7 separate regions of the Mus musculus genome follow, and regions 2, 3, 4, 5, 6 and 7 are each linked to region 1. A link is a contact called in public Hi-C, promoter capture Hi-C and targeted proximity ligation data. All regions are on one chromosome and are shown on one strand. The core of a region is the stretch at or near the end of the contact, and the rest is flanking DNA. Distances in the headings are between cores, read along the strand shown. Region 1 holds the start of Rfk (riboflavin kinase). Region 2 overlaps Trpm6 (transient receptor potential cation channel, subfamily M, member 6). Region 3 holds the start of Cep78 (centrosomal protein 78). Region 4 overlaps Carnmt1 (carnosine N-methyltransferase 1). Region 5 holds the start of Carnmt1 (carnosine N-methyltransferase 1). Region 6 holds the start of Gnaq (guanine nucleotide binding protein, alpha q polypeptide). Region 7 has its middle 63 kb from the start of Ostf1.

The links. Promoter capture Hi-C pulls out the DNA fragments that hold promoters and counts their contacts. Hi-C and Micro-C count contacts between places; a contact is called where the count stands out from the background. Capture Hi-C pulls out chosen DNA fragments and counts their contacts.
Region 2: a targeted proximity ligation map of pancreatic cancer cells shows a contact between it and region 1. A contact is called at or near these places in 7 of 39 promoter capture datasets (the 3T3-L1 cell line, frontonasal cranial neural crest, hippocampal neurons and 4 more) and 4 of 130 datasets of targeted methods (astrocytes, pancreatic cancer cells, stem cell-derived neural progenitor cells and 1 more).
Region 3: a promoter capture Hi-C map of liver shows a contact between it and region 1, with 4 times the contacts expected there. A contact is called at or near these places in 3 of 39 promoter capture datasets (the 3T3-L1 cell line, liver and pre-B cells), 1 of 484 Hi-C or Micro-C datasets (CD4 T cells), 2 of 130 datasets of targeted methods (astrocytes and pancreatic cancer cells) and 2 of 9 other capture datasets (adipose tissue and liver).
Region 4: a contact with region 1 is called in a targeted proximity ligation map of embryonic forebrain, with 7 times the contacts expected there. A contact is called at or near these places in 6 of 39 promoter capture datasets (the 3T3-L1 cell line, 3T3-L1-derived adipocytes, the C10 cell line and 3 more), 1 of 484 Hi-C or Micro-C datasets (embryonic stem cells), 6 of 130 datasets of targeted methods (embryonic forebrain, large pre-B cells, pro-B cells and 2 more) and 2 of 9 other capture datasets (adipose tissue and liver).
Region 5: a Hi-C map of B cells shows a contact between it and region 1, with 11 read pairs. A contact is called at or near these places in 8 of 39 promoter capture datasets (the 3T3-L1 cell line, 3T3-L1-derived adipocytes, cranial neural crest and 5 more), 5 of 484 Hi-C or Micro-C datasets (B cells, CD8 T cells, LSK cells and 2 more), 9 of 130 datasets of targeted methods (embryonic stem cells, forebrain, large pre-B cells and 2 more) and 3 of 9 other capture datasets (adipose tissue, liver and pancreatic islet).
Region 6: a contact with region 1 is called in a promoter capture Hi-C map of liver, with 4 times the contacts expected there. A contact is called at or near these places in 2 of 39 promoter capture datasets (liver and pre-B cells), 1 of 484 Hi-C or Micro-C datasets (B cells), 1 of 130 datasets of targeted methods (stem cell-derived neural progenitor cells) and 2 of 9 other capture datasets (adipose tissue and liver).
Region 7: a contact with region 1 is called in a promoter capture Hi-C map of liver, with 8 times the contacts expected there. A contact is called at or near these places in 20 of 39 promoter capture datasets (the 3T3-L1 cell line, 3T3-L1-derived adipocytes, the C10 cell line and 13 more), 20 of 484 Hi-C or Micro-C datasets (adipose-derived mesenchymal stem cells, bone marrow-derived macrophages, cerebellar granule neurons and 11 more), 11 of 130 datasets of targeted methods (acute myeloid leukemia, cardiomyocytes, craniofacial prominence and 7 more) and 1 of 9 other capture datasets (adipose tissue).

Annotation. Positions count from the first base shown.
Region 1 is chr19:17,391,752-17,395,653 of GRCm38.p6, forward strand. Rfk (riboflavin kinase) reads left to right here and starts at 2,292. Exons shown (of 4, transcript NM_019437.3): 1 at 2,292-2,641; 2 at 3,447-3,598. The coding sequence starts at 2,560.
Region 2 is chr19:18,810,003-18,813,904 of GRCm38.p6, forward strand. Trpm6 (transient receptor potential cation channel, subfamily M, member 6) reads left to right here. Exons shown (of 39, transcript NM_153417.2): 15 at 1,677-1,811; 16 at 3,347-3,627. Among named protein-coding and RNA genes, the nearest start is that of Gm41814, 62 kb to the left of the region's middle.
Region 3 is chr19:15,983,082-15,986,983 of GRCm38.p6, forward strand. Cep78 (centrosomal protein 78) reads right to left here and starts at 1,908. Exons shown (of 15, transcript NM_198019.2): 1 at 1,532-1,908. The coding sequence starts at 1,799. It overlaps C130060C02Rik (RIKEN cDNA C130060C02 gene), which reads left to right and starts at 1,994. Exons shown (of 3, transcript NR_045355.1): 1 at 1,994-2,211; 2 at 3,426-3,551.
Region 4 is chr19:18,694,010-18,697,911 of GRCm38.p6, forward strand. All of the region lies in intron 6 of Carnmt1 (carnosine N-methyltransferase 1), which reads left to right. Among named protein-coding and RNA genes, the nearest start is that of D030056L22Rik, 17 kb to the right of the region's middle.
Region 5 is chr19:18,668,579-18,672,480 of GRCm38.p6, forward strand. Carnmt1 (carnosine N-methyltransferase 1) reads left to right here and starts at 2,181. Exons shown (of 8, transcript NM_026120.5): 1 at 2,181-2,624. The coding sequence starts at 2,422.
Region 6 is chr19:16,130,751-16,134,652 of GRCm38.p6, forward strand. It overlaps Gnaq (guanine nucleotide binding protein, alpha q polypeptide), which reads left to right and starts at 1,934. Exons shown (of 7, transcript NM_008139.6): 1 at 1,934-2,711. The coding sequence starts at 2,576.
Region 7 is chr19:18,566,451-18,570,352 of GRCm38.p6, forward strand. No RefSeq gene overlaps it. Among named protein-coding and RNA genes, the nearest start is that of Ostf1, 63 kb to the right of the region's middle.

The DNA of each region.
Region 1 (3,902 bases), core at 1,042-3,541:
ATTGCTAGCCAGTCAATGGCTGGGCAGGGTCTCCTTCCCTGCAGGCAGAGGCCAAGCACTGCAAGTGCAATTCAGAAAGAGCAATAGAAATACTTTGGAGATTTTTACGTTTAAAAGCACTAAACTTGACAACTCCATGCTCTTTCTCTCTCTCTCAACTCTAGATTTGCAAAAGTAATATTAATTAAGAAGGTCCAGTAACGTATCTTCTGAACCAAATACATCGGAGCACTATTAATGAGTGTGAAAAACAATAAATCACATGGATGAAACACACATCTGAGTATCTGCAAGCACTCCTGGCCCCCATTTTTGAAGTGGCTTTGACAGATTCTGACTTGATGACTAGATGAAGCAGAGATAGAGCCCGGAAAGGCAACTTCATTTTTAAGTAAAAGAGAGCCCTCGGAGGCTACCAAGATGCAGTGGAAAAGAAACAGAATTTTCTTGTCCATAGCTACCTGAATGTACAAAGTATGCATCTATAGGAATGCATACGAATAGCTTCATGAAAAAGGAATTTGCTGGGCATGGTGGGGCCTGACATTAATCTTAGCACTTGGGAGATTGAGGCAAGCGAATCTCTGTGAGTTCAAGGCCATTTTCTCCTAAACAGCAAGTTCAGATCAGCCAGGGCTACACAGCTAAAACCAAGCTTCAAAATTAAATGAGAGAGTATGACACGTACTTAGCATCTATTTTCCTTCCTTCTTTCCCTTTTTCTTTTCTTTTTTTTTTTTCTTTTTCTTTTTTTCTTTTGAGACAGAGTTGGCTGATCTGGAACCTACTTTGTAGGTCATGCTAGTCTTGAATCCACACCCTTCCTATTTTATTTCTCAAAAATCATCTATTTTAGGTCAGGTGTGGGGCACACCTTCACCTCTAATCCAGATTTAATTTAGAAGGCAGAAGCAAGCAGATCTCTGAGTTCAAGACCGGTCTGGTCAATAGGGTGAGTTCCAGGACAGCCAGCGCTGTACGGGGAACCCCTGTCTTGAAAAACCAAACCAAAAGAAATACAAAACCATCTATCTTTATTCCTCATTTTATCTCAGTTCTCTCACTCCCTTAGAGCGTGGACTTGGTGGTATAAAACCCAGCATGATGTATCTGGTTCTCACCTCCCTGTGTGCTTTGTCACTGGTGATGAAGAAACTGAAAACTACCATTCTAACATATCAACTATTTGGAATGAAAGACACCTGGAAGACAGCACTAAAAACATTCTTACCCAGTTGTGTTAGTGCATGCCTATAATCTCAGTACACAGAAGGGCTGAGACAGAGTTGTGAGCTCCAGGCCAGTCTGGAATAGAGCCGGTATCCAATTACCACCACCTTCAACAAACAAAGAAAAAAGAAACCGCCCCCCCCTAAGCAGGTAAGTGATTACATTCTTAGTTTCTTAGGTCTCTGTAGCCCGTGGTCTCTGCATCTGACTCCTGGCATTATAAGTATGCACCACCATGCCTGGCTCACACTTTTAATATTGCCAGGCAACCTGTTAAGTAGTTTTCTTTTTCTGTTTAAAAAAAAGTATTTATTCACCTTACGTCCCAATAGCAGCGCTCCCTTCTCCCAGTATCCCCTCGCACAGATCCTCCCATTTAAGTAGTTCTCATATATTGGCTGCTCAAGGAAGCAGGGTCTGCATTCAAATTCTAGTTTATCTAGGGCTAGCGTGAGCTTGCAGCCACAGTCATTTAAACTTTTCTAAAGACTTCTGTTAGAGTGTTTACTGGGCGAGTGTCCTATGGGGCCCGGGGTTACAGTTTCCTTCCCGTTAATTCCCTAGCACCTTGGTAGTGTGCTTTGTTCTTTCAACACATATTTGTTTTATGCTGGTCTGAAGGCAGTGAGTTCTCTCAACTGATTGTTCACAGTCAGTTACAAATACCTGTTTTGTGTTAGTATACTAGAGTCAAGGAAATGAAACGTTATCAAGAATGTTCCCAACATAGAGAAAACATTTTTTAAGATCAGCTGAACATTCTCAGAGTTACATACGAGTAAGGGAAAAGAAAGTGATTGCAAAGATTGGGCAGAATTTTATTCAAAATTGTGGAGGAAAAGAACAACTTAAGTTATCTTGTGAGCAACGCTTATTTCAGCAAAGCCCAAACTCAGAAGCTGAAAAGGCGACAATTAGAGGCTGGGCTATGGGTGAGGGCGGGGCCACAGAGGCGAGGGCGGGGCCTCAGCCGCAGGAGGTGAGGACGGTCCGCACTACGATGTCGGCGAGCGGGGCGCGGCTTCTGGGCGGGTCCGCAACGGCGGGGGCGGGGCTACGGCGGGAGAGCAACGGAAGCCGAGCAGGCCGGTCGCCTGGGCCGCAGACCTGTGCATTCGCCGCGGTTGTCGTAGTTCCGGCCGAGCGGCCGCTGGGATCTGACGGCTGGGTGCTATCCTGCGGGCAGGCACTGGTCGCGGCAGGTGTCTCGCTCCGCCGGCCCAGCTCCCGCGGGATCCCCCGGCTGGTCCGGGCCCCGGCGCCGCACTCACGGCGGCTCCGTCGCAGGCACGGAGCGAGGAGCAGCCCGCGTCCTCCGAGGTCAGCGTCATGAGGAGCCTGCCGTTCTTCTGCCGCGGCCAGGTGGTGCGTGGCTTCGGCCGCGGCTCCAAGCAACTGGGCATCCCCACAGGTGAGCGCGTCGCGGGGCCGTGGAGCTCTAGGCCGTGGGCAGGGGACCCGGCAGCCGCGCTCCTGCCGCTAGCGACGAGCTGCGCAGCCCCGTCCGGGAAGGCACCGCAGGTTGGATTGGCCGAACTCTCAAGCTGTTGAAAGTTCCATTCTAATGATGCTACTGTGTAGTGATCAATGACAACACGGGTAGTTCTATGAGAGCCGACGTTTATTTGGTCTGACTACGTAAGTTTTAGTAATCAAGACTTGATTGTCCATTCTTAAAATTGATGCCTTGGGCTGTGCCTTGACCTATTAAGTCAATCTTTGAATTGGGGATTTGGGGTTGTGTTTTTTGAAAATAAGAATCTTTTAAAGTGACTCAGCCTACTTAGGGGCGTTACTAGGAAAAAGCAGGGACTTTTGCTTGTTTTAATTCAAACAGATAGGGTCTCGCTCTGTTTCCAAAGGCTTCCTCCTACTCCCTGAGCTCTGGGGATCTCTCAGGGGATCTCTCGTAGCCTCCCAAGTGGAGGACTACATGGGTAATTTACGATAAACCTCTGTGTTTATTTCGTGTCTTTGTTTCCACTTGGGCATTTTCGTGTGGCTTTTTGGGGTGGAGGGAAGAGATTTATACACTTGCTTTGTGCCTCACTTGTAACCTGTGCTGTCTGAAGAGAAGAAATTCAAGTCGGAATGTGGAAGGTTGGAAAACAGAAAGATCCTGGGAGTGTAATGATTCAAGTTAACGTTTTAATATGTTTTTAATCAATGTTTAATGTGAATCTTGTAGCAATGAATATCTGTTTACTTCTATTTAGCCAATTTTCCTGAACAAGTGGTGGACAATCTTCCAGCTGATGTGTCTACTGGCATTTATTATGGTTGGGCCAGCGTTGGGAGCGGCGATGTCCATAAAATGGTGGTGAGCATTGGATGGAACCCGTACTATAAGAATGTGAAAAAGTCCATGGTAAGAGTCACATCTTGCTCTTTTAAATGCACACAGAACCCCTCAGCTTAAGGGTTTCACAGTTATAGAGGCAGGTGGATCTCTGATATTCAAGGCCAGACTGGTATATATAGTTCCAGGACAGCCAGGACTACTAGAGAGATCGTAATTCAAACAGACAAACAAATAACAGGAAGAAAAGTAGCCTGGGCTGTATGCTAACTGACATTCCTTCCTTCCACTTCATCCCTGCCCCGCCCCCAGCATTTATTTACTTTTATTTCAATGGGATAGTTTTCTCCATGTTTTTATTCTGTTTCTGTGA
Region 2 (3,902 bases), core at 504-3,003, 1.4 Mb after region 1:
TCTTGTAGACAAAGTGGTCAAAGGTCAAACACTTAATAGATTTACTTATGTAAACTAACAATGGCCTATAGTCTGGAGACTGAATATTGGGCTAAAGATGAAGTGATTATCTTGGAAGATGAAAATGGAATGAGCTTAAAAAAGAAATGCTTTGACAGATGAGAATATGTTTTCTGTCATAGTTTTGGGGTACCATGATTGCAAAGGCAGAGTTGCCATCATAGACCCGTAGCCACGGGAGCCTCATTCTTTTTAGAGATATAGACACCAGAAAAAGATCACTGGACGCGGATGTTGAGAGAAGAGTGCTAACAGAGAATGCCGTGTTCAGATCTCAGGGTGGGGTTCTGCAGCAACGCTGAGACCTTTGTCGTGGGTGGACAGGGATAAGAGTGGAATGTGGCTTGAGAGGAGGTTCCATGAAGGATATCCAGCTACTTTGGACCTTTATAAAGAATTGGAGGAAGTGATAACCCCATTTAAGTTTAGGAAGTGAACAGAGCAACCCCCAAACCATGAAAAACACATGGAAACCCTCATCTTGTGGAGGAATTAACCTCTCCTAAGATTCTGGAGGCTAAAAGACACCCAGTGTCAGCCACTGCCTTTAAAAAGAGTGACACTGCTATACAGCAGTGGGGACAATGTCACCATATGACCTTGGTGAAGCCATTTCCCTGCTTACTAAGAGGCTCCATTCCTGTTCTTTCCGTAAGTGGCCCATCAATATGACATGTCCCATTTCACTAGTTGCTTTCCCCTAAGGATAAAAAATAATGCGTCAGAGTATACTGCAAGCAGACCATAGTGCTAACAGCTACATGGTGTGGAGTAGCATGGTCTGACATAGGCTCCTATTTGTCTCCTTACTTGGTATATGAAACATAATCTGTGTTCCCACTCTTCTGTCTAAGAACTAGGCATATTAATGTCCTGTTCATAAAATTGTGAGAATACCAACAACCCTCCAATCCTTGAGCAAGCTTTGAGTGACTTAGCAACAATATTCACTATGATTATTAGCATGTTGATATGGTTAATTCTCTATTACAATAATGATGAAATAACTTGGGTGTTTTCTCTGAAGTACTGACTTTATTCTATGTTCACTTTTTATCCATAGAACACAAAGTGAAGGGGTTTTCAAAACCTATGGTTTGTATCCCAGGCTCTTAAATCAGTCCCGATTTATTTCTGTTTCTCCTTGCTGATGCTTCATTTGATGGCCATGCAATGGCGATATCATATATCACCTGGAAAAATTCCAGAACTTTCTAACTTCATTTTAACCTTGTGAATGGAAACTTCTTCTTATCAGCACTATAAAATTTTATTACCTGTTTTGAACTAGAGTCGAGGCTAGAACATCTATTGACTCTTAAGGAATTTCCACATAGGAAAGGAATTCAGATGCGTAATATGGAACAAAAGAGTATGCTTTCTCAGATGTCGGGAAATAGTGTTTATCAGAAGGAGACTGGGAGATGCTATTGTGTGAGTAATCTCCAGAGACATTAATTATTAACCCTGGACAAGAGACAGATGTGTTGAGTATTTGAGAAGACATACATTTATCTTTCACTGTAGTCTGGAAAGAAAATGATATCACTACAATAACCTTTTTTGTTTATCTCTCTTTTGTTTTCTTTAATAAACAAAATGACAATATATACCAGAGTGTGAGCAGCTTTGCTCAGGGCCTCTCCCAGCACTCTCTTCATCAGAGACATTCACTGAGAAATAGAAAGGAGTCTTCTGAAAGCACACTGCACTCCCAGTTCTTCAGGACGGCCCAGCCCTACAAATCCAAGGTACACTCCTTTGTTGGTAGAGTTGAAAACAAAGTTGGTTTTGCAGACTGAGATCACTTCTTTATTGACACTGGAGACAGGGGAGTACCAATGAAGAATCATTCCCCAGCATCATAAATAAACACATGATGTTATTCACAAAGATCACTGCTGATCCTGCTGGTCTTCAGCAGTACAGGGCCCTGACAACCCAGCGAAAGTCTGTGCTTGCCTCTCAGGTTCTCTTCCTGGTTTTCACCTCTGCCCTGTGCAGTTGGTGTCTGAGGCAGGATGTGTATGCCATGGTGTTACGTACTCATTAGCCTGCCATGACACTCTTAACCTCCCCACTCAAGCTCCACACCCTTTGTAGCTCTCTGTTCTTGGGAGGTGGTCCTTTTGTATCTTCCTTTCCTCAACAAAGTTTTTCTGGAAGTTAGTTTTATCGTAATTTTCAGTATAACAAAGATGTTGTTTGTGGGTCTTTAGCCTACTCTTTTCTGGGGCAGAGTGCTTTTGCTTAAGTATTTCCATGGAGATCATGAGTTGTTGGCTGGAAGACGCTTCCTTTCCACTGCTGTTGGCATGGCCCTTAGTTACCATTAATGAGCAGATTATTTTTTTAATCTATTGAAAGATAGGAGAAGCACTCTAATAGTTTTTGATAGGATGCCTCAAATTTTCAACGAATTGTTTAAAAACCTCTGTTATTTTTGAAGCCTTATGCTGAGCGTTTGGTTTGCTTGAGAAGGTGAGCGGGTAGAGGTGGATGACATGGTCACTGAGAAATAGTTCTGCATTTCTCAAGGTGGTAAACCTTATACAAGGCACCGATTCAGAGAAAGGAAGCTGTACAAAGGCACACAGGGAATTTGGGTGATCTGTTGGGTGAGCTTGCCGGGGGAACAACGTTGCAGAATAAAATAAAGCCAACGGATCCATTTGAATGTGTGACTGGAAGCACCAGTGACACTCTTCAAAGTAACAATGACAAATCACCTTGTTAATGGAGAAGTAGAGAACTTTTAAAATATAATTCTTACTTACCCAAATAGATTACCATTGAAGTGCACACCGTGCTGGCTGGTTTATCCTATGACATTCTACATGCTTTGGAGACTAGGTTTAACGGCAGAGTTAGGATTAGGTTTGAACTCTGTCCTCCTGGCCTCCTAAGTTCTGCATTGTAGTTCAATAAAACATGTAGTTTGGTTTGTTTATTTGTTTCGTTGTTTTATTTCTGGGAATTGAGCCCAGGGCTTTGTGCACATCAGTTGGTCACCATGCTACAGAGCTCCATCCCCAGCTGATTACTTTTGTATGCCCTTAGACAGTGGGCACACTGGGTCAGGCTTACTGGATAGTTTTTACTAACTGTTCCGCTATGGTAGATATCTGGGCTCTTTGTTCCTTTTGCTTTCTTTTTTGTTCAGTGCTGGGTTCTAACATAGGTAGCAGTTATTTTAAAAAGTGTCTCTAGGATACTTTTAGCTGTGTTACATTTAGCTGAACACCATGCATCTGAGTCCTTAGGACTTTGTTTTCCTTTGCAATAGGAGAAGCCTGAGGACTCTCAAAAATCAAAGAAGAAGTCCAAGGAAAGACAAAGCCTGTCAGAGGAACCCGAGGCTGCTGGCTTTATCTACCCATACAATGACCTTCTGGTGTGGGCGGTGCTCATGAAGAGGCAGAATATGGCCATGTTCTTCTGGCAGCATGGAGAGGAGGCCACAGTCAAGGCGGTCATTGCTAGTATCCTCTACAGAGCCATGGCCCGGGAAGCCAAGGAGAGCAACATGGTGGATGACACTTCAGAAGAGTTGAAAAATTACTCAGAGTAGGTCTTCTCTCTTCACACTAAACACCAACAGTTTTGAGAATGTAGAAACATGTTTTTCTCTGTCATTTTTATCAGAGGATAAATAGACTTGCTTAGAATTGTGTATTTTATTCAAGCATTCTGCCCTCTGCCTCCATCCTCCTTTACAGGAATAGAACCAGTAGGCTATATAAATGGTTTTATTGGAGGGGGTTGTAAGAGAATTGACTTAAGCGGTTATGGTAGCGGAGAACTCCCAACACAACTCTGTGGAGCCTGGAGACCCAGGGATG
Region 3 (3,902 bases), core at 658-3,157, 1.4 Mb before region 1:
CCCCTGGGGGGGGGGGCGGGGCAGGAAGGGGAGAAGAACCTGCCTGAGTAAACAAATGGGAAAGCTGAAAGACATTCAGGGCCAACCTCTAGACTCTATGCACACAACGTGTGTATGTGTACACATGCCACGTACACGTGTGTGCACACACATGCCACATACATATAAACACACAAACAACTATTTGCAAATCTAAAAATAAAACGGAGTGTGAAAAATCAGCTGGAAGGATGGCCCAGTAGTTAAGGGCATTTGCTGCACTGGAGTTCCGTGATCCCAGAACCCACATAAACCAGGCGTCAGGAGCAGGACTTCTAACTCCAGCATGGAAGGGGCGGAGTCAAGAGAGCAGTTGGGGCTTATTGGCTTCCAGCCAAACTAAGAAAACAGACCCTGTCTCTCTCAAAAAATAAATAAATAAAATAAAATAAAAAATAAATTTAAAAAATGGGTGAAGAGCCATCAAAGGACACCCAACACCCCTTTCTTGTTTCTGAGTGTGCACATACGCCAATACTAAGATACACAAACACACAAATATGCAAATCAGTAAGGAACATATATATTGGATGGTAATTTTTTTTTTTTGGCTTCTGGGCGGGTGTTCATGAATGACCATAGAAGCACCACAAAGACTTGGCTGGGAGTTACAAAAATTCAAATGAAAGGAACTTGTAAATACGTTATCTGCAAATAACCAGAGTCAACTGTTTTACAACGGGTTCGTCAAAAATAATAGTTCCAGTCGGGCAGTGGTGGCGCACGCCTTCAATCCCAGCACTCGAGAGGCAGAGGCAGGCCAGACTCTGAGTTCAAGGCCAGCCTGGTCTACAGAGTGAGTTCCAAGATAGCCAGGGCTACACAGAGAAACCCTGTCTCTCAAATAAATAAATAAATAAATAAATAAATAAATAAATAAATAAATAAATAAATAAATAAAAGAAACAAATAATAATAGTCCCTTGGGCTGGAGAGATGGCTCAATGGTTGGACATACTTGCTGCTCTTGCAAAGGATGCGAGTTCGGTTCCCAGCATCCATATGGTGGTTCACATATGGACTCCGACCTCTTACCCCCTTTTCTGTACTCCGCAGGCACTGCACACACATAGTGCACATACACACGCGAAGGCAAAACCCTCAAATATTTTTCTAAAAATCAAAAAAGACGTCCCTGATTATTTTTTTGTTATACATTTTTTTCTTTCCATCTTTAACCTTCTCCTTTTCTGTATTAAACTTGCAATTACGAATGAAGGGAGATTGTACATTTAAACCCCTAAAAGAAGAGAGGGCAGGGACCATTTGCTAAATTATCACGCATATTCCCCTCGGGGTGCAGAGTTGGTCATCCTCGCTGTAATAAGGGGCAGTGTCGAGTTCTACTCCCTAGCTTGACTACTCCAGACAACGGACCGAGGCGGCAACCTGCAAGGGAGGCGGCGGCAAAAACTCCTTTGTGGCTAGGTGGAGGCCGCTTCGCAGGCTGATCCTGCACCGGGCTCCCACTTCTCCGACCAAACCCTCGCACCTCCGGACCGCAGAACTGTTTCCCCGAGCCACGGCTGGAAGGAGCTCTTGATGGCCACCAGCGGCAGGTCGCGGTTCACCCTGAGCGTGCTGAGCAGCGGTGCCCAGTCCACCGCGCGCAGCCGGTCGGCATTGAAGTCCAGCACGCCGTCCCGCAGGCAGGCGCGCACGGCGGGCAGCGGCACGGAGTCCTGCAGCGCGCACAGGTACTCGTAGTGCGAGAAGAAGTCGGCCGCGCAGTCGCGCCGGAGCTTCACCGAGTCGATCATGACCGGCAACCCCGGGGACCTCCACCAGCCGCCCCGCGCCGCCTCCCGCCACGCCTCGGGCGGTTAGCGCCCGCTCTGGGAGCCGCCGCCGCCGTTCTAGTCACCGGCGAGCTCCCGCGGGCGACGTGCGCATGCGTCGGCGCGCTCGCTGTGCGTCAGAGCGCGGGCCACGCCCACCCGGGCTCGCTACGTCCAACGCGCCATCAGCTGGAGGCGAGTAGATGCTCTGCAGTGAGCGCGCCTCTGGGTACCAAAAGTGAGGTGCAATGGAGTGACGACCTGAGAACCGGGCTTGACCTGAGAACTGAGAAGCGGGTTTAGCCTCGAGAAGACTGTTAGAAGCGCTCAACTGTTTATGCTTCCTCACCGAGAGAAGTCACAAGAAGAATTTCCCAACACGTATGCAAACCAGGTGGCTTCCTTCCTCTCTTCTTTGGGTTAGGCAAAGCTAGAGTTTAGCTTAGTATCCTCCATTGATGGTGGATATTTCTCTCCCTCTCTATCTCTCTATGTGTTGTTTGAGACAACGTTTCTCTGTATAACAGTCCTGGCTGTCCTGGAACTCACTTTGTAGACTAGGTTGGCCTCGAACTCTTACTAGTTTTCAATGTTAGTACTCTAAATAAACTCGAAGACGACTCCTGTATCACAGAGAGACCATAATTTCATTACGGTTTTATTATTAATGATTTTAACAGAGTTAGTAACATTGAGCATAATAGCTATGGAAAGTGAACTTGGGATTCACTCAGCAGTGGTTAAGTTGAGCTATTTTATTCCCTATGTCATGTTATTTAGTTATGCATTAAAATGAATTACTTTGAGCAGAAACAAAGTGAACTCTGGGTAATAAATACATCAGTCTGTTTTATTCTTTTTAAGGATTTATTTATGGGTACGTGCCTGTATGCTATCTGTGTGCAAGTGTCCAGAGTGACCAGAAGAAGGCATCAGATCCTCTGGAACTGGTGTTACAGGTGGTAGTGAGCCAGTCAGTGTAGGTGCTGGGAACCAGACTCAGAGCCTCTGAAAGAAGAGCTGTCTCTAGCCACCATTTCAGTTACATTTGTAAAAGATTTGCTTATATTTTTATTCAGTGTGTGTGTGTGTGTGTGTGAGTGACACGTGTACACAGTGCTTAGGGATATCAGAAAGGGGCGTCAGATGCCTTGGACCTGAAGTTATAGGCATTTGAGACATTTGTGACCCACCCACCATAGGTGCTGGGAATGGAACCCAGTCCTCTGGAAGGGCAGTTAAGTGCACCTAAGTGCTAAGCCATTTCTCTGAAATACTTTAAAGCACATTTATAAATTCCTGAGGTATGAGTTTGATTTTCTGTTTATAAGGCATACTATATTCAAGAGACATTATGAATGACAGGCTAAATGTCCACAGTTAAGTCTTTTGTGTCCTCATTCACTTCTTTTAAAACATAAGTTTGTTGTTTTTAGTCTGTCATTGGTAACTGCGAAGTGTTCTCGTAAATGGAAGGCTCTATTCTGGCTTTTGTTTCTTTTGGATGGATGATGAAGATTGTGGCTAACACTGATAACTAGTACTTTTTATTTCTGTAGCATTGTTTATTTATTTTATTTTATTTTATTTTATTTTACTTTGATACAGTGTCTTGCTACGTAGCCTGGCCTCTTCTGGACTTCGTCATCTTCTTTCAGCTTCCTGAGTGCTGGGATTATAGGAAGGAGCCACTACATTCAGCCAGTCAGTTTAAATAGAGTTCCACCTTTCCCCGTAAGAAATATACTGTTACATATCTGCTTTACAGATGTGCAAAGTGATGAATTGTGCAGTTAGCATAAATCCTGAGAACTAGCCAGATGTCCTGAACTTGTATCCAGTCTCTAGAACAATGACAGTCTCCAATCAAGCTTTAGACACTGTGTTCATAACATTCCTCTCCCACTAACTGAGTTCTACAACCTTTTTTCAACACTACAGACACCACCCACTCCACTAAGATTTCCTAGCTATGGACAGTGAGTTTTTTGTACAATATTTAAAGTAAAATAGTGAGTTAGTTTACCCACCACCTAGCTTGGGAGGAAACATCACCATTTCTGTTGGGAGCCTTGTGGAGCCATT
Region 4 (3,902 bases), core at 517-3,016, 1.3 Mb after region 1:
CCCTCCATGTAGGCAGTGGTAGTTCATTCTGTTAAGAGACTGAAATGACAAGCAGGGGCCTGTGTGGATCTGCATGTATATGTTTTGGCTGTCAGCCTGGTGTCCTGGGGAGACTCCTAACAGTGGAGGGAGGTGTAGCTCTGATTCTTTTGCCTGCTCTTGAGAATCTTTTCCTCTTCTTGGGTGGCCTTGTCCAGCCTTGATGCTGAGAGCTTTGCCGTGTCTTAGTGTATCATGTTTATCCTGTCTGGCTGTCATCTCTTGGAGACCTGATCTTTTTTGAAGAGGAAATGTGGGGAGAAGGAAGGTGAGGGGGTGAAGATAGGAGGAATGGAGAAAGGGGAAACTGTTTTTGGGATGTATTGTATAAGAGAAGAATCTGTTTTCAACTTTTAAAAAGTTCACAAAATGTAAAACACAAAAACAGAGAAGAGAATGTTTTTATTCTTTTTAATCCTTGGAGGAAGGAGAGGATTTTACCTCGATCATAGAATTTTCTTCTCCAGTAGATGAGATATAATTTTTTTTGTTTTTGTTTTTGTTTTTTTGTGGGGGGGATGAAATAGGGTTTCTCTGTGTAGCCCTGGCTGTCCTGGAACTCACTCTGTAGACCAGGCTGGCCTTGAACTCAGAAATCCACCTGCCTCTGCCTCCTAAGTGCTGGGATTAAAGGCGTGTGGCACCACTGCCCAGCCGAGAAAGATTTTCTAACTACCATGAGTTTAAGAAGCAATAGAAATATAATTTCATGTATGCAAAATAACTTGTACTTTGAGCCTACTACTTGATACTAGAAATCAAATTATGATTGTGACTTGTATCTTCATCAATCTAAAAGAAATTGCCTGTTTTTTCCTCTTAAAGGTAAAAGAAGTATGGTAAAATGTGTGTTTAATATGCACATAACATAAATATACATAAAAGTGTGAATATCTTCCTTAAATGTGATGTATGCCCTATGTTCAGAAAGTTAACCAAGTTAGAATATAAGACTTTCATGATGAGTGTTTTGTTTTAGTTAGGGTTTTGCTGCTGTGAACAGACACCATGACCAAGGCAACGCTTATAAGGACAACATTTACTTGTGGCTGGCTTACAGGGTCAGTCCATTATCGTCAAGGTGGGAGCATGGCACCATTCAGGCAGGCATGGTGCAGGAGGTGCTGAGAATTCTACATCTTCATCTGAACGCTGCTAGGAGAAGACTTGCTTCCAGGCAGCTAGGATATGGGTTTTAAAGCCAAGCCCAGAGTGGTACACCTACTCCACACAAGACCACATCTACTCCAACTAGGTCACACCGTCAAATAGTGCCACTCCCTGGGCTAGGCATACTCAAACCCCACAGTGTTCTACCACAGAAAAGGACAGATACATAAAATACCTGCTTTATTGTTGAGGTTCTGTCAACTGTACTGTGTAATGATTTTATTTTTACTACAACCTTTTGTCATCAGGACCAGGATTTGAAATAGTAAGTCTTCCCATGTTGTCTTTAGAGTTCTGTAGGAATAGATGAGAACAACTGTAAAATACAGTCATCATTAGATCCAAATACCTTAAATCTTAGAGCTTTAAAAGTAAATGCCTTGGGAAACTTAGACCAAGGAATGATTGAAGGATACTTCTGAGAATCTATTTGTTTACTGTGACTTAAGTACCTTTATAAATACTTTAAATTCATTGCAACCTTATCTTGTGTTCCGTTTTGTGGTTCTAGAGTTCAGAGTAGGACCTGGTGCACCTAGACAAGTGCTCTTATCACTGAGCTACATCCTCAGCCTCTCAGAGCAGCTCTAATGGGAAGGCACTATTTAAATAGTAGAAGGAAATGAGTCTTGGCTTAAATAACTAGCAGAATGATCCTGTAGCTTACTTAAGGCAAGAGGCAGACTCACAGCCTGAAACTGTCAGGCTATGACATTGTGTTTAGCCTTAATATGACCCTATTATATGTTTACATAACTGAAGATTTGGATCCTACTTGAGTTATGATAAGATTTGCTGTCTTTCTAAGGTATTTGGTTTAACTCGTATAAAAACTGAACACTTAACATGTATAACAAATGCCTGAAACAGTGCTGGCCCCCTTATAAGCAGGAGAGCTGCTAGCTAAAAGTAGTTGTGCTATGTCTAATATGTCATAACCAACACAAGTCATGGAGCAGGTAGCTTACAAGATGACAGATCTTCTAGTCATATAGCCACAGGGTTTCAAAATAATTTGAGGAATTAGAATAATGGAAAAACTCACATTAGTTAATACTTGACAAATAGAATATTTTGTATATATAAGTTAAAAATACTAAAAGTCATAATCAGAGCTGGAAAAATGGCTCAGGAGTTCAGCTGTTCTTAGAGGACTAGAGTTCATTTCCCAGCACCCACATCAGGTGACTCAACCACCTGTAACCCCCGGTCCAGGTACCTCTAGCCTCCACAGATGCCAGCACACATGCTCAAATACTCACACATGTACACCTACTTAGAAAAAAAATCTTTAAAAATAATAGAAGAATCTAGTTTTCCTTAAACATTGCTGTATTCTGGATGTCACCACTGCTCTATTTTCTGTACCATGTGCTGGGTTCTTTACTCCGTTCCTTCTGTCCAGTTGCATGGTTTCCCCTACTGCTTTAAATTCTCCATCAGTATGTCTGAACTAAATACTGCTTTGTGTGCCAAGACAGTTTTCTCTTACATAGATTTAAAACAACAACAACAACAGAGTCTCATCATGATTCTGCTGCCTCTCTGAGACCTTTCTATTCTGTGATCTGCTCAGACTACCTCAACTAACACTAGGAAACCATCTTTGTGTTGTTGTTAATTAGGCCAAACTACTAAAACATTGCCTAATAGATCTGATAAAAAAGTTTATTCTGGAGGGTGGAGAGATGGCTCAGTGGTTAAGAGCACTGACAGCTCTTCTGAAGGTCCTGAGTTCAAATCCCAGCAACCACATGGTGGCTTACAACCATCCATAATGACATCTGATGCCTTCTGGTGTGTCTAAAGACAGCTACAGTGTATTTACATAAAATAATAAATCTTTTTTTTTCATAAGTTTATTTTGTCCTAGATCTAGAGATAAGGTTCCAGGGATAATGTGTTAGCTGAGTTGACCTTGGAGAAGGCGCTCTTCTTTTGTAGCCACAGGTTGTACATAGTTATTGTCCTTGTAAAGGTCACTATTGCTATGATGAAACACCATGCCCAAAGCAAATAGGGGAAGAAAGGGTTTATTTGGTTTTACATTTCCACATTGCTCTTCATCATTAGAAGAAGTCAGGACAGAAACTCAAACAGGACAGGAACCTGGAGACAGGAGCTGACATAGAAGCTAAGGAGTGCTGCTTAATGCTTGTCCTTTCTGAGTTGCTCAGCCAGCTTTCTTATAGAATAGGACCACCAGCCTTGGGGTGTCCTACCCACAATGCACTGGCCCTCCCCCAACGATCACTAATTAAGAAAATGCCCTTCAGCATTGGTTCCTTTAATTCAGTTCCTCCTGTTGTGGTGACCCCCAACCATAAAATTATTTTCGCTGCTACTTCATAACTGCAATTTTACAGTTGAGCAGTATCTTGGTACCTAAGACCATTGGAAATAAACCTGTTTTCTGATGATTGAGACCCATAGGTTGAGGACTGCTACCATACCAGGCTGCGTATAGCTGGATCTTATGGGGGCATTTTCTCAGATGAAGCTTCCTAGTAGCTCTGGTGACTATAACTTCTGGAAAACTGATGCAAAATGAGTTAGCACAGCTGCTTTCTTGATGCTGCGTATTTACCTGACTTTTTGGTAAGGCTGTGGGACTGGAAGGAGGGAGCAAGAAGACAAACATTCTACTAGGTGTTTTTAGGAGGACACTAATTATGTTAGATCCTGACTCCCTT
Region 5 (3,902 bases), core at 931-3,430, 1.3 Mb after region 1:
ATAAAGAATTTCAAAATGTTTGATACATTCCCAAGGATGTTAAAAACTGGGTAAGTGATTGTTGTAACCCATGACATTCTGAACTGTGTCAATTAGGCCATTCTGGCCTGTGTCATAGTATGATATTGTATGTGTGTGTAAGCAGAACTAGTAATGGCTAAAACTATAAGGATTTACACATAATTTCCAAACATTAGTGAAGAAAAATGGGAATTAGAAAATCTGGAAGAACAAATGAAGTGGGGTGGATTGTGTCTGGATATGAAGTATAGGTGACTAGGAACAGGATAAAGAGATTACATTTGTACTCCTTTGCTTTCTTCATTAGATGTTTGAACTATGTTAGTTTGTCAGTCTTAAATCACTGAGGGAGTGGTATAAGTCTTTTTTTTTTTTTTTTTTTTTTTTTTTTGGTTTTTCAAGACAGGGTTTCTCTGTATAGCCCTGTCTGTCCTGGAACTCACTTTGTAGACCACGATGGCCTCGAACTCAGAAATCCACCTGCCTCTGCCTCCCGAGTGCTGGGATTAAAGACCTGCGCCACCACGCCCGGGTGGTACAAGTCTTTAATCCCAGCACTCAGGAGACAGGAGCAGGTGGATCTCTGACTTTTTTGTCTGTTGTTTTTGTTTGGTTTTTCAAGACAGGATTTCTTTGTGTTGTCTTGGCTGCCCTGGAACTAGCTCTGTAGACTATGCTGGCCTTGAGCATACAGAGAGCTGCCTGCCTCTGCCTTCCCAAAATGCTGGGATTAAAGGTGAGCCATTACTGTCTGATGGGATCTCTTGAGTTTTAGGCCAGCCAGGAGTACATAGTGAGATTCTACACCTTCCCCCCCCCCCCCCCCCCCCCCGCCACACACACAGAGGGCGGGGGAGGGGGGGGAGAGAGAGAGAGACTGAAACACCATCCTCTAATTCCTCTGTTGGCACAGAGTGCTACCAGTCTCAGGTTTATGAGAGCATCTGTATGTATCCACTTTGACAAGACTGGAGTCCAGATGGGCAATCCCTGCTGAGGGCTCTACTTCCTGGGACATGGTATCCAGTTTTATGACAAGATACCAAGTGACAGGGCCATTGTTGAGAAGACCCTATTCACCTTATTTGGGGAGACAGGCACTGGCAAGAGGCAAGGGCTCAGAGCAGTGTTTGTAGAATTGGAACTCAGTCACGGATGAAGATCACACTAACGCCTACTGTCAGTTCTTCTGTTGTGAGGTGTCCACCAGAGAGGACTGTTCAGACATGGGTTTAAGCCAATGGAAAGCTCGATTAGCCGGCCATTGACGACACCGGATGTTCGGGATCCCAGTGTAGCAGTGAGCCTCTTGCAGGATGACCTTTATACACAAAAATTATGTTTTGGGTTGACACACTAAAGTTAGCAAGAACAGGTAGCCAGAAGCAGACGTCCAAGAGCTAAAAAGCAAGTACATTTACAGACTTCCCCGGAGCTATGGACTTTGATGGATTCAGCCTTTGTTTTACTTTGGCAGTGGTGCTGTCTGTGTGCTGAGTTTTACAGCCTTAACGGCACTTCATCATAGATTCAGGTGAGCTAAGGTCTCAGGGCCTTCTAAGATCTGGGGCTCTGCTACATTTCTATCTCGAGTAGCTCATCACAGGCGAGGAAGATGCTATGCTGCCAGTAACTATTCCCATAGCCATGACATCCTGAGCAAGGAGGTCACTGATGTCATTGTGGAGTGAATTTACAAGACGAGCGACCAGCTCACAAACCTTCAGGGCTTGCTTCTCAGTTTTCTGAAGGTTTGATTGGAAACACTGACTCTGGTTCATCTCCCAGCTAATGGAATGTCTTCTGATTCTGCAACTTGGACTTTTCCCTGAAGCACTCTTAATTGTGCCTTCATGGGTGCTTAAAGGGAATCCACTTAGAAAACGAGTTTCAAGGGCTAACTTAAGACCTTGCCTTTTTGAGTTTCTAAAGTTAAAACATTCAAAATCAATTCCTGAAAACCCACTTTTTCTTTCTCTTGCCCTTCCTTTCCAGCCTCAGAGCCCGTCCCACTCCAGCGGGCCAGATTCGTGGCCCCGCCCACTGGCTCTCATTGGTGCCTGCTGCTCTAGCACCGCCCCCAGCAAAGGAGCTCCTCCTCCAGCTGGCCCTAGACCCCGCCCTCTAAGCGTATTCGGACGTCAGCGCGTCGTAGCGGAAGCCCGGCAGCGAATGAACGCGGGCGGCCGCGGCCTTAGCCTGGTCGTCGGCGCGTGCGCGGGTCCCGAAACCCTGGCGGAGCGCAGCGCGAATGGAGGCCTGAGGGCGGCGGGGGCGGGGCGTGCCGCGAGCGGGGGCCTCGGCCGCGGCCGGCGCCGTCTAGAGGAGGCCCGGCCGTTCGCCACCACGCACTCGGGAGCCGGGAAGCGCAGGCGGGTCACGCCGTGGGCCGCGGCGGCGATGCAGCGACGACAGCGCGCTCCGCCCGCGTCTCAACCGGCCCAGGACGGCGGGCGAAGCGAGGACGTGGAGGTGCAGTTCTCCGCCGGGCGTTTGGGCTCGGCCGCGCCTGCGGGGCCCCCGGCGCGCGGCACCGCCGAGGACGAGGAGCGGCTGGAGCGCGAGCACTTCTGGAAGGTCATCAACGCGTTCCGCTACTACGGGTAAGGCGCGCCCGCCCGCCCGCACGCCGCAGTCTCGGGGCCCGCCTCGTGGCTGGTTCGCGGAGCCCGCGGTCACCTGCGCGCGGGCGGTCCCGTGGGGCTGCCTCCCACCTCACCCGGAGCCGCCGGAGCGAGTGTGCACTTTTTGTAGAGAACTGAACGGTGCTGCCGAGTGGCTCTGACCGGATGGTGGAGGGAGGAAGAGATCCCGGAGTTGCAAAATGTGCATCTTGGTAAGGAAAAAAGAGAGCGGGCACCGGAGCCGGCTTTATGTTCTTGTGGTCTGCGAGTAAGTACGGAATTCCTCTCGTGGGCTAGGCATGGTTGTGGGACTCTTCTGTAGGCTCTCCATTCGTATCGCAGCTTCCTAACTTCTACATATGGTCTGGATAGGTGTTCAGATAGCCCAATGAGAATGCCCAAGTACAGATCTGTTCGCGTCTTCGTGCACCCGGGGTTTTGGGCAAGGAGAGTTAGTACATTTATATCCGTAAGCGACACAGTCCACTGTGTTCTGAACCTGTGGTTAGAACCAGAGAGATGAGCGTGACCTCGTGTGCGGATCAAACCAACCTAGGTGGTACTCTGTTGCTATTTGTATTACAGTTGTTTATATATGTAACTCTTTGCCCAGGTCTGACTCCCATCGAGGGCAAGGACGAACCTTACTTTTATGGCACTGTGTTTGGCAATGCTGTTGAAGCTCTATTTTAAAAATAAAACATAGTGGCAAAAGAGGACACTCCCCCAACAGCCCTAATCAGTCTTGCGCGGTGGTTCTATTACTTTGTTACTGTTTTGAATTGAACAGTTATTTAGGATCTGATGGTTACAGAGTGTCAGGTATGGCAGGTGTGTGGAACCCAAGGCCTCAAGCTCTCAAGTTCTAGGCTCACAGGCAGTTCTTGAGTCAAAGACTTCGATGAAATAATTTCCTAATTGAACTCAGAAGTAGAGGGTATTTTCTGATAGTGCCACATTTTACTGTTGCAAAACATAGATTCTGGGAAACACCTTGGCATATAGTAGTAGGCTCGGTTAAACATATGTAATTATATTCAGTTTTAATATATTTGGAGCCTGAGATTCTATTATTAGTTATTGGATGGGCCATTGGTCTAGGGTAGAGGCCGTTTGACCTGGTCTTGAGTACTGCAGTATAGAAAAGGCTGCTTGCTGTGTGCATTTTCTAATTGTGACATGGTTCCCTGTGCTTTCGTCTCTCTCTACCCATTGAATATGAGATTGGGGGACTTTTCACCAAAATTTTTCTTTACT
Region 6 (3,902 bases), core at 684-3,183, 1.3 Mb before region 1:
AGGGACACTTGCTTAGCAAATGCTTTCCAGATCCATCAAAGGTTTATGCTTGGAATTTTCTCTTCCTGTTTCCCTCTTGATGTCCTTATATAACTTTGTCCTGTGCATTGCTGGCATTCCTTACTTCCTGATTTCTTTCCAGTGAGTGATACGTTGATTTTTTTTTTTTTTTTTGTCAATTTAAATATCTGTACCAGGGCATGTCCCTGGGGCTGAGACAGAAGTGACAAACAAAGAGGTCAGTTAAGCAAAATATATTACTGACACTTTAAAGGCACAATTTGTCTCAGGGGCTCCTTAGGAAACCAGACATGAAATGTTGATCGTTTTGTTTTCCAGCTTGTTGTGTCTCTCTAGGACACACACACACACACCCCACCCCCACCCCCACGAGGGGGGGCTGGGTATTACTTGCAATTCTTGCCCAATTCTTCTATTTTACATTTCTGCCTTGGACTCTGAATCTTTAGTATCTAAATATTCATTTTCACAGCTAGTCTACACCAGCTCTGATGGTATTCATATAAAAGGGGTGAGAGGTTCACCTTCTTTGCTTCTTTGCTTCTTTGGCAAGGTATCTTTTTTAAAAGCAGAGTATTACATACAGACTTTACGTCCACAACTCCATCTGAGTCCTGGCATAGAGGCTGAATGTATGCATGCAGTGTATCACGGGGGTGGGGGGGTGGGGGTGGGGGTGGGGGTGGGGGTGGGGGATGGGGTGGGGTGGTGGTGGTGGTGGTGGAGAATAAGGCAAACCAGAGGAGAGACCTTGAAGTCCAAGACTTGTTTCATTCTTAAGTTGCAGCAATGGGTATGATCTTACATTGCAGCCCAGATCAACAGGAGCAGTTTATGAAAAGCATGAAATGTGGAGGCGCCCACTTCTATCTATAAAGTCAGGAAAAATAGTACGATTCTCCTCTTGATGTTTGAGACACACTGAATTGAATGAACCTTTTTTTTTCCCCAATACAACCTTGAATGAACAAGATATTTTCTATTTATTAGTAAACCACCTCAAATTAGAAGTATAAAAACCAAATAGAATTTTGCTCCAATGATACTAGTTTCTTCACTTTCTCCTATTTTATTCTCTCTCCCTCCCCCTTTTCTTTGCTACAAGGTCTCATACTGCTCAGGAAGCAATTCTCCTGCCTCAGCCTGTGGAGTGTGGAGTTTATGGGTGTGAGCCACCATATCTGTCTCTTTCATTTCATTCTGTACTACTTGGCGTTCTCCCAGAAGTCATCCTTAACTGTCACGGTGTAGAAGGGTCAATCCTACATTACCAGACTGTTTAACGTAGTGTGCTGGTAGGAAAACAGAAACCACCTCAGTGACCCGAAAAGTTGGAACGGATCAGGAGGCTCTTGGAAACTTGGGCAGCTTCTTTTTTTCTCTTTAGGATTCAGATTCCTATCTGGAGATAAGGAGGACAGTTCCGTCCACAGATCCCTCAGTAACCCCCAGAGAGCCAGTGACAATCCTTTCTCTTCCCTAGTAAAGAGCATCCCATCTTCTAAGATGGATCTTGGGTCAGAGGCCACTCGAGGCAGCTTCTTCCCAATGGCGTTTTAGAAATAGGAAAGGGCAGCCCGGCTGCAGAGAGGCCCGGAGCGCAGCGCGTGGGCTCCCGGCAGGGCTCCCGCAGCGCCAGCGGCCAGAGGGCAGGCCGAGGCCGCCATATTCTCGCCGACCACGCCCCGGCAGCCCAGCGGCAGCCGAAGGTCGGTGTCCGCCTGCCGGACCCGCTCCAACGGCCGTGACCGCCGCGCCGGAGCTCGCACAGAGGGAGGCGGCCGGCGAGCGGGGCGGGCAGTCGGGGGCGGGGCGAGGAGAGCGCGAGCTGTCCAGGAGGGGCCGCGGTCCCGCCCCTTGCGCTGTGCCCGCCCCCTGCGCCCGTCCTCCTCCTCCTCCTCCCGCCGCCGCCGCCCCCTCCCGGATCTGTGCTCCAGTTCAGAGAAAGGAGAAAATGTGTGTGTGTGGCGAGGGGGAGGGCGAGCACTGAGCAGCCGCGGCGCGCCTGGCAATCGGGCCGGGTGGGCGTCCGGCGGAGGCGGGGGCGGAGGCGGGGAGCGCGCGGCGGCCGGCTGCCCGGTTTGCGAGCGAGCCGAGTGGGCGCGGGCAGGCCGAGGGCGCCCGGAGCCGAGTCAGGCGGCGGCGGCGGCGGCGGCGAGGAGCGGGCGCGCCGGGCGCGCTGAGCCGTCGGCGGTCGCTCGCTGCGGGGCCGCCTCGGTGGATGAGCTCGGGCCGCTGGGCGCACAGCCTTGGGCAGCGTCGGCGGCGGCGCCTGGAGGGCCGCGCGCTCTCCGAGAAGGCGGCGTGTGAGCGCGGCGGGGCGCGGCGGCCTTTCCTCGCGCGTCCCAGGCTCCCGGCCCCGCTCGTTCCCGGCCCGCCTGGGCTGCGGGCCCGGCCGCCTCCTTTACCGCGGCTCCCCTGAGCTCGTCCCTGACGCGCGCCCGGGCGGCGGGGCTCCGCGGCCGCCGCTGCCTCGGGGGAGCGAGGGCGGAGGGCGTGTGTGCGCGCGTGTGAGCAGGGCGCCGGCGGGGCTGCAGCGAGGCACTTCGGAAGAATGACTCTGGAGTCCATCATGGCGTGCTGCCTGAGCGAGGAGGCCAAGGAAGCCCGGAGGATCAACGACGAGATCGAGCGGCAGCTGCGCAGGGACAAGCGCGACGCCCGCCGGGAGCTCAAGCTGCTGCTGCTGGGTGAGTGCGGCCCTTGGGCCCCGGTACCCCCCGCCCCGGCTCGCCGCTGCCCTCCCCACGCGCGTCCCCGGCCGGCACCCGCACCCGCACCCGCGCGCGCGCACCCAGGGGCCGAGGGCCGGGGCTCCCGGGCGCGGATCCGCGGCGTGCGCCTTTGGTGTCAGCTAGGGCCGTGCTCGGTGCACAGCGTCTGCGGGACGGCTGAGCGTCCGCGCGAGCGGCGCGGGTGGGCAATGGCGTGCAGTGCGGTGGTCGGCCAGCGTCCATTGTGGCGCGTTGTGGGGTGGAGAGGGAAGGGTGGAAACGGGGAGCAGACCCCGGTCTGGATTCTGCTAGGAAAGGTGCTGAGGAAGCCTTGGCTGGCGCTCCAATAAACCCGGGTTAACGTACTGGGCAGGGGCGGGGCGGGAAGACTAGCCCAAATGTGCTATACTGTAGCCACCAGGCCACTGACAGGAGTGACCCCAGAGAGTTGCATGGCCAGTGGATGGTGACAGGCGTCTCTATGAACCATTCCTTCCGGATAAAGATGAAGGATCCGGGAGTGTTGTACTGTGTGGTTGTTGACAGCAGACGGGTGTCTTTTGTTTAATGAGGCGACCCAGATGTATGCCTGAATTCACAGCAGTTTCTACTGGAAACCAGCGCAGCCTCTCAGTTACTCTCCTGGAAACAAACAGAAACCTTTTGTTTAAAACGGACATTTTAGTATCTTGCCATCTGGGCTCCAAGAAAAAACGGGAAGAGTGAGAGAAAATTTCCCTCTGATCGCGTTTAAAAAAACAAAACAAAACAAAACAACAACCCAACATTCTCCCTTAACATGAAATTAGCAAGAAAATGCTATTTTCAAATAGGAGCTATATTGATTATTATCTCCGAGAGAGTGTTCGGAATCAAGCGATCAGGGTCCATGTACAAGCTAGCATGACATAACTATTGCTATTGTGGTAGGAAGCAAGAACTGCTTTGCAGGAACAGGCCTGAAAAATGTCTGCACTTGTGTTTATTTGTTACCGCTTCACAAACATTTCTGTAAGAAAAGAATGTTGCATTGTTGGGATTTGAGAAGACACCCCCCCCCCCCCCGTTTTTTTCTTTTCATTTTTCTTTTTTTTGCTATCTGGAGCATTCCATGTGCTGGCTCCAAGAACCCATTACCTTGGGGCCTGGCTTGCTTATCGTCAGGAG
Region 7 (3,902 bases), core at 996-3,495, 1.2 Mb after region 1:
CTCACCAGCATGAATTGTCCTAGTAGACCCTTCTATTCTTGACTCTAAAGCCAGAGCCACATGGCCAAAGTTGCAGCGTTCTACTGCTTGCTGGGACTGAAACATGGTACCCTTGCTTTCTGTTTTCCAACTCCTTCACTAACTAACCTTGGCTATCCTGGAACTTTCTCTGTTGACCTTGAACTCACAGAGCTGCATGGCTCTGTCTACTGAATGCTGAGGTCAAAGGTTTGTACCACTAGGCCTGGACTTAAGCTTTTTCTCTACTTCGAATTTGCTCTTCACAGGCTGGCTTTGAACTCAAGAGGTCTGCTTGCCTCTCTCTCCTGGGATTAAAGGTGTGTACCACCATGCTTGGACCTAAGGTTAGCTGGTTGGGCTCTTGCCCCAAAGTCAGCCCTCTCTTAATTTGTTTATCTCCTTGAACATAGGATTCAGCTTCATTTCACTTCCTGGTGCCCCTTTATTACCATACATTTTATATTTTCCTTTCTCAGTGTGCTCCTTTTCATTAAAACACTCTTCATAAAAGTGAACCTTAATAACCACACAACAGAATTTGTACCAGGCTGTTTTGGGACTTCCTTTATCAGTGCAATTAATCTAAATCATTTCTCCTTAGCCTCAGGCAGACTATTCTAACAATGACAAAAATCAGCCATGTTCTTCAGCAAAATATCACAGAAACAGTCTCTAGGCCACATACCTAGGCAGTATCCAGGCAGATGTGGGACTGGAAAAGCTGAGAGTTCTATGTTTTCATTCAAAGGCAGCCAGGACTGGCTTCCAGGCTGCTAGGAAGATTCACCTGTTGTGTTGCTCCCACCCTCTATCTGGCAAAGGCTTAACCAATGTTTAGTCTACACTCACCTGAATAGCCATAATTACAGAGAACCTCAAGGGCTAAAATAGAGTCATCTGATACTTGCTAACTCAAGTCAGTATACTCATCTGAAAAAGTCTCAGTTATCCACAAACCTTGGTAAGGGCAGAACCGTGCCTTCCCTGTAACCCAGTCATATTTTAAAATCCCAACTATCAATACATATTTGGAAACAGAACCTTGAAAAAAATGATTAATTTAAGTAGAAGCCATTGTGGTGAGGCCAAGTACAGTTTACTGCTTTCCTCAAAAGAAAGAGAAAGGTGGTTAAGGGGCCGTGGGTAAGAGAAAGAGGGAAGTGGGTAAGAACCCGTGTCCCATCAGAGTTCTGGTGCTCTCGGCGGTGGACGCAGGGGTGGCACTCCACCCAGGGAGGAAGACAGGAGAGGGCAGGGGGAGAGGGGGGGCGCTGGATGGTTCCCACTCAGGCGAGAGTCCTTAGTCCAGTCCATGGCTGCAGCGTAGGAAGGCCTTCTGGCGGGCACTTATACGCAGCTCGTTAGGAGAAAGCCTATCCCATTGTTCAAGCATGGTGGGCCTTCATGATCAGAGCTAGTCTATGGTTTTAGAGCTTTTTTGTAGAAAGGCAGGGGAAAAGAGAGAAGGTAGAAAGAGAGAGAGAGACCGGGCATGGCCACATGGAGAGAGGGGAGAAGGGAAAGAGAAAGAGAGCTAGAGAATAAGAAAGGTGAAAGCTTAAAGAGAGAGAGAGGTGGGGCCAAGCAGTCTCTCTTATAGTAGGCTGGGCTATCTTCCTGTTGTTAGGTAACTGTGGGGAGGAGTCTAGCCAGAATGCCACAAGCTTGGGACATTGTCTACGTGACAGATAACCACGCGCCTCTCCTGTGGGGGCTGTGGGGACAGTAACTTTGACAGGAGCCAGGGGTCCAGGAGACTTGATTGAATGCCTTCTGTCCCATGTAGGTGGAAATTACCACCCACCAATCCCACCGGGGGTTCAAGACCTATGCTCAACTGGAGACCAGGCTCTCTGTGCATAGCCCATTGCCCCACAGGTGGTCATGCAGAAGAATAACTGGAGTACACATTCACAGAGAAGAGACATGTGCTAGCATACTGGGACCGCAGCCACTGCCAGTCTGAAGAGCAAACAATGTGGCCTCATTTTCACAGCCTCTGAGCTATGAAAAATCATGCCCCAGAAAACTAGGCAAACCTTCAGTGTAATGTCTCATTGTTATGCCTTGCTTTTTCCCACCATTAAATTCCACCCACCAAATAGAAGGCAGCTGTGACCAAAAAACGGGGCTGGTGTATTGGCTTCCTGGAGCATGGGACTCACACTCATGAGAACGATGACATGTCTCAACTAAGGTCACTAGGGGAGGGTGCTAAGGGGCATGGAGGTTTGCCAAAGTGTGGATTTCGGGCAAAAGGAAAGGGGCAAGGTCTATGTAGAGACATCAGAATTGTATGAGAAGGAGGAAAGCCGGACAGTCGAGAATCGTATCTCTAAGTGGTAAGAGTCCTTTGCAATTACTAGAAAGCATTTGAGCATTTGTCTTGAACTAAAGGTAAATAAGCTGGTGCTAAAAGCTTATGCTGCAAATGCAGATCCTTTGGGCTTAGGCAGTCTTGACAGCCAGGATGGCTTCTGGGGGCAGTTGTGCAACTTGTGGCTTCTGTTTCATTTCTTACCTCTTAAAACGTCTCTGTGCGTTACTCAAGTGATCTGAGTGGCTATCAGAGACCAGTAACCATTCCATTAATACAGGGAAAGGGGGGACAGCTTACACGCTGGGTATCTCCAAAATGTCTCAGTGGTTTATAAAACTCTGTGATCTGAAGATTAAAAACAGGCAATCTGACTTCTGAAAGACTCATGACCTTTGGCAAGTTTGTATTTTTGTGTAAACTGAAACTCAAATAGTACAATTGATTTGCAGCTTAGCTCAAAAGTTTGATGTGAGCTACAATCAAAGCTTGACTCAGTTCCCATCACCCTGGCTAGCTAGTCATTTGGGCAAATTAACACCTTTGGGTCAAGTTCATTACCATCAAAATGACATAATAGCACATCACTCCTAGGGTTATTGTGAGAATTAAGTAGCATGGGAAATGTAGTTATGTGACACACATAACAGATATCAAATAACCATAAGAGTTGGTGGCTTAAATATGGCAATTTTATTTCACTCACGGTTTTGCAGATCAAGATTACAGTAAAAGATTGCCTGAGTATTCACACCACTTCAAGTATCAGCTAAGGTGATTTCTCAAGGGTTGAAGGATCTGAATCCAAGATGGCTCCCTTCTGGACTTAGGACATGCTTGTCCTAGCTGTCAGAGGGAGATGACCAACAGCTTTCAGCTACAGGCTGGTGTCCTCCCCAGGGGGCTACTCTGGTTCCCTGCCTACTAGGTTCCAAGAGACCTGAGCAGAAGCTGGCTGACTTCATATAACATAGCCCTAGTTCCCAGAGGCCCACATCATTGCTGTCTACCAGTGAAGCATGTCCCGAAAGTCATCAGAGACTCAAGAGAGTAAGAATTAATCTCTACTTTTCCCAAGTGAAATGGTAATTTGGGCCTGTCTAAAATCCAGCCCCACTTCTGAAGTGTTTACTACACTAGCCACCATTCTCTGAACTATTGCGACCACTGGCTCTTACCAGAAAGAAGACAGAAGAACACCAGGCAGTTTTGTGTCTTAAATTGGCATCAGAGAATCAAAGAAAATAAGAGGTAGAGATTGGAAAGGACCATAGTTTAACTGTTCTCTAGACACAACAGAACAACTGTACTCATGAACTCAGGTCAGCTCTAGTTGCTTGCCCAAGATCAACTAAGTCACTATTCTAGCATAGCAGAAAGAGTTCACAGGTCTCTACTCCTCACCTGACAATCTACCCACAGTCCTTGGCTTCTGGAGAAAAGTTGGTTTTCTTTCAGGGTGTGGCCCCTACTAGGTCACCCATATTAAAATGGATTGTCCCACACCCAGGAGTTTATATGTGCAGCACAAATTGGATTATAGTTGTTTTGACAAGAGGACACA